Linked DNA regions of Xenopus laevis: region 1 is linked to region 2. A link is a contact called in public Hi-C data. All regions are on one chromosome and are shown on one strand. The core of a region is the stretch at or near the end of the contact, and the rest is flanking DNA. Distances in the headings are between cores, read along the strand shown. Region 1 holds the start of dop1b.L (protein dopey-2-like). Region 2 overlaps dop1b.L (protein dopey-2-like).

Region 1 (2,739 bases), core at 144-2,643, 48 kb after region 2:
GGTACATACACAAACACATATATAGTGAATAAAGTACCCTTATTGTAAAATATAAGGATATTATGTTACCGAGGAGTTCTATGACCATATAAAATCACGAGGTCGAAGGCCAGGTCATGGAACTTCTAACATCCTCATATTTTGCTACAGGGTGGACACTATTTATTATATTACGCAAGCTTCAGTGAGTCATGTGGCTCCGATTATAACTGGTGACATCACTAAGCACTGTTTATAAGGATATAATGGTGAGTTCTGATGTCATTTCTGTCACATGACTCACTGAAACTTGTGTATTATAATAAATAAAGTACCCCCAGTTGCAAAATATGAGGATATTAGAAGTTATCTCGGAGTTCCATGACCTGTATAAAAACACGAGGGGGGTGTGTGTCATCTGCCAAAAGGTGCTTAAAGGGCACCGACTGGACATGGGCATTCTGCAGTGACTTCTAACTAGTGATCAATTACATAGCACAGGGGCCCTAGTGTATCAAGGGGTTACAGCATGCAATGACAATGCCAAGTGTGTGTATTACACTAACAGGGTGGCCATCTGGGCTCCTGTACTGGGAGGACATTTAGGTCCAATGCATAATCACGGAAATAAATGTATTTTCTCATGGCCCCTGGAGTGACAGACCCTAATGAAAGGTGTCAGGCTATCCTGCGTAGAGTTGAAAGTTGTAGTTGAACTATATCTATACAAAACACTATGCCCAAGCACTGCTTTTGCCAACCTGCATCATTCCCCACACTGACACCCAGCTATGAATTTAGCAGGACAATCATTCCTCAACCAATCACAGCCCTCCACAAAAGGGGATTATTTACCCTTTACTAATACAGTAGCAACACATTGGGCAGTATCATTCCCACTGCCCCACAGAGCTTACAATCTAAGGTCCTTTTACAAAGACCTTTAATTGTTAATATGTTGCTGGACTACAACTCCCGGCATTCTTCATTTTATAATCCAAAATAATAGTATAGAGGGAGGGAGGGATCTGTATCAACGCCAGGATTAAGAAGCAGAGATTATAGGTTTAACTTGCTCTTGGTGAATAAGCCCCTGTGTGTATATTGTGGGTGTCTCCAGTTTTTAAAGGGGTGATTTTGGCCACGCAGTCCATTAGCGACAGAATCGCAACAAGCCGCAGTCAGTGTACTACTCACCCGCTCAGCCGCGTCCCAGCCCAGTCTCTGGCGGCAGCAGCAGCCTCCTACCCGCACTGACACATTCCCACTGTCCGGCTGCCCTCACTACAACCAGCTTGTCAGCAAGAGGCCGGCACCTACCACTTGAGGAGTAGGGGGGCAGACCTGCTGTAATACCGGGCAAAGACAGATGGTTCTTTCTATCCTTCTTCCTAGTACCTTACCTCTATAGTGTTAATACAAGACAATGAGAGGTATTTACACGCAATAAAAAAGACCTTTATTCGCAAAACTCCTGAGAATAAATTACATCGTTACCCCCCCCCACATTAGGCACATGGTACAGTCCCAGCAGGCTGCCTGGTTGGGCTTGTTCTGCAACTGGTGATGTCACACACCCAACATTTCTCTCTCCAGAAAGCCCATTGGCTGCCTGACTTCTATCCCTTGTATCATGATTATTATTGTTATTATTATTATGAAGCAGCCTGTCATTCTCATAATAAATCAGTAAATCGTCCCTATTATTACTATTATGATTATTATTATTAGTGTTATTATTAGTATTATTATCATTATTCTTATTAACTATAATAGTCAATGCTATTATTATTATTACCATTATTATTATTATTATTATTATTATTAATAATAATAATAACAATAATAGTCAATGTTATAATAATAATTATTATTATTATCAATACCAATAATAGTCAATGTTATAATACTAATAATTATAATAATAATAATTATGTTATAATAATAATAATTGCCAGAGAATAGTGGAAGTTATTGCACCGCAACAGATGGAAGTGGGCAGCTTAGATAATATAGCAGAAAGAATCTCAAGACACACAGGATAAATACAAGCAAGCTGCCTTGCGTGTTTATTGAGAAGTGCAATGTTTCGGGGTCACGCCCCTTTCTCAAGCTTGCAATTAACACGCAAGGCAGCTTGCTTGTATTTATCCTTTGTGTCTTGGGATGCTTTCTGCGAGACTGTTTGTGAGGCGACCAATCCTCTACCTATCTGCACCAGATATCGTTTCATTAATTAGCAAAGGGTGTGCGGGAGACAAAGTTGAACTACAGCTTAGATAATGTCACAACATCTCTCCTTTCTCTGCACACTTACTATACACACTCTTCAGCCATTACAGCTCCATCCTAACACCTTCATGCCATACACTACACTCTAAGGCTGTTTGTTTTGATGGGCAGAATTGCATATTTCCCATACATTTGGGAAAGGAAAATATTGATTATTTGCCTGGAAAATGAGGTTCACTGTTGAGGATCACCGTACCAGAGGCCTCCCCTTCAGACTAGAAGAAAAGAACTTTCATTTGAAGCAACGTAGGGGGTTCTTCACAGTCAGGACAGTGAGGTTGTGGAATGCACTGCCGGGTGATGTTGTGATGCTGATTCAGTTAATGCCTTTAAGAATGACTTGCATGATTTCTTGGACAGACATAATATCAAAGGCTATTGTGATACTAAACTCTATAGTTAGTATAGGTATGGGTATATATAGTTTATGTGAGTGTAGGGAGGGGTCAGTGTGAGTGTGTGTGTATA
Region 2 (2,766 bases), core at 188-2,687:
GGAACCGAAACGTTGGAGTTATGTGTGTTTAATAATAAAAAACACTTTTTTCATCGCAAAATGGAGTGTGCTGATCCTTCCAACCTTTATTTATATATATATATATATATATATATATATATATATATATATATATATATATATATATATATATATATATATATATATATATATATATATATATAGTACTTTTCTTAACAGTACTTTGCAAATAAAGTTATACATACATAAAGATTAGAGCAAATTATGGTGTCCTTTAAAATGTTGGAGGTTATGCATGTTTCACTCTTTTATCCCTCGCAGTACATTCAGGGTTTTTCAACATTTTATAATCCTATATTTTCACATTAAAACAAATTTCACATTAAAATGAAATTTACCTAATCTTAAAAGCCTCATTTTCATACTGCTTTACAAGTTCATCCAGGTTTTTACAGATTTGCACGACAAATGGAGCAACTGTTAATCCCAACGATTTCCCAAAAAAGGGCAAAGAAGAGGTGACCAAAGCAACCCACTGGGGATGCATTCCATAGCCATAATCTGGGCGCAGAGCTTTTACAACAGCCGAGACAAACAAACCCTGGGAGGTTATGCTATGGGTCTGCACATATTGCATGGCGTTAATAGACTGCTGGAAGTTGATGCCCCGTTGCCATTCCTTAGTGAGGTCTCCTTGTGCATCCTGATCGTCTTGTAACTGCCGCAGATGATGCTCTAACACAATCAGCACCTGCAGAAGCTTCAGAAGCTCAATCTGAAGAGGGTGCTCACTCCATATCTGGTCTTGACCAAAATTAATTATTCCTTCCTCAAAAAAGCCTTCTTCCTTGTCTCTGTTCCCACTAGCTGACATCAGCTCGTACTTTTTCTGGCTTGTGTACATAGAAGCAGACAAAGACAATAGCACAAATTCTTGCACTTTGCATCTTTCCAGCAAACAGTGTATGAACTCAGCTTTCTTCCCCTCTGAGGATTTAGCAGTGCTGACCAGCTGAGACATTATTCTGATCAAAACTTCAACACTTTTCACTTGCACATCTCTGTTTCCAAGCACATCTTTGTGGCTGACCTTCAAATAACATGGATAATAGGAACGTAAGAAACTCAAGCAGAGGTAAGTCAGAAGTTCTATCAACAAAGAATGAGGGCACATCAGTGGGGACTGGGTTTGAAGTTTGCCGTAAAAGCTCTGTCCAACTAGGGCCTCCTGGTGCCTGGCAAGTAGGTTGTAGATTAAGTTGAGATGTGCAGTGGAGCTAGTGTCCATGGTGGTCGTAGCTACGGACTCAATAAACTCTTTGGGGTTGGTTTTTAGAATGGCTTCCAACACAGTAAAAGCATACAATACCCTCTTAGAATCATAGGGTTGTAGGTACAAAAGAATGTGTTTGAACAGAGCTTCAATCATCTCCTCCTTCTCCTTTTGTTGCTTTAGAATCTGAGAGCTTTTGATTGCCTGAAGCTCCACATCAGCTTCATCATCACTAGAGAGGGATTCAGAGGTCTGTGTTACATCTGATTCTGTGCGGACAAGACTTAATAATGCATTTTGTCTGGGCATGTCCATGTTTTGTTGGCCTGTGTTCTTAAGAATAGCTTGCCCTGCTGTGTTGTCTCTACAGTTCTGATCACTGCTGAGGTCCAGGGAGCTTGGAGAGAAGGATGAAGTGTTATCACTGCCATTATGCCCAGTGCTGGTATCTGCTGATTCTGTATGTTCACTGTCATCCTGCTCTAAAATATACGGAGCATCCCTAAAATCTGCTGTACGGTTCTCAGTCAACTCAATCTTTATTTTCTCTGGATCCTTCTCAACTTCAGCCCAAAGGGCATCTCTGTCCACGGTGTTAATCTGGGGTAAATTTTCCTCAGAACTGCTTAAAGGAGAGTCACGAAATCCTGCGGAGTCTTTCAATGAGGTTCTTTTCTTCCGACACCAGTAGTGGAACTCTTCTGAAAGAAAATAAAGGAAAGTTACATTTTGTTTCTAAGTTACTAATGGCAAATAAGCAACACATGACAAGATAATATTTTTTAATTTAATGTCCCTTTAAACATATCATTAGAGAGGCAGGAAAGTGGATTTAATATCACAGATTAGGTGCAGTATATTGACGACCTTGGAATTATCTACTGATGTTAGCAGATTGTGTTGCATTTTTAGTTTGTTTAAATGGCCCGGATAGGGGTACTCAGCACAATATGCACATAATGCTTGCTTCTAATGCAGAGCACATTCCAGGTGCCAAGTACATGCTTCTAGAGTGCTTTGTGTACCGTGGGGGCTCTGCTTTTGTACACATATGAAGGGACCTGCCAAATAACACCCGGATCCCACTTACCTGCAGCAAGGACAGTGCCCATACACAAATGCAGGACAGTGCTGCATACACAGACAGATGCAACTTGAGGGAGACAAAGTGCACCGTGAGCAATAGGTCTCAAAAAAACAACAAATGGCCTTGCTGCTTGCACATTCCATAGAAAACCCATTAACTTCTCATTCTAGAATAACTACTTTATTCTACTAATGAAGTGATCTCTAAGGGGCAGATTTACTAAGGTTCAAATGGTAAATTAGAATTTTTTTTTCAAAACCCACACATTCTAATTTAAAGGGCAAGTAAAATCTAAAATAGAATAAGGCTAGAAATGCTGTATTTTGTATACTTAACATAAACATGAACTTATTGCACTACAAGTCTAATCAATCACATGATTTATGCTTTCAAAGTTGGTTACAGGGGGTCACCATCTTGTAAC

What was found. A called contact is a pair of places that touch in the nucleus more often than the background predicts.
Region 1: a Hi-C map of the XTC cell line shows a contact between it and region 2, with 2.5 times the contacts expected there. The contact joins the promoter of dop1b.L here to the enhancer-like site in region 2. A contact is called at or near these places in 2 of 4 Hi-C or Micro-C datasets (the XL177 cell line and the XTC cell line).

What each region holds. Positions count from the first base shown.
Region 1 is chr2L:12,688,257-12,690,995 of Xenopus_laevis_v10.1, forward strand. dop1b.L (protein dopey-2-like) reads right to left here and starts at 1,394. Exons shown (of 37, transcript XM_041581554.1): 1 at 1,177-1,394.
Region 2 is chr2L:12,640,009-12,642,774 of Xenopus_laevis_v10.1, forward strand. It overlaps dop1b.L (protein dopey-2-like), which reads right to left. Exons shown (of 37, transcript XM_041581554.1): 19 at 381-1,956. Among protein-coding and RNA genes, the nearest start is that of LOC108707864, 40 kb to the left of the region's middle. Within about 2 kb of position 1,438, at least 1 of the 7 cell types and tissues checked has an H3K27ac peak or open chromatin away from gene starts, as enhancers often do.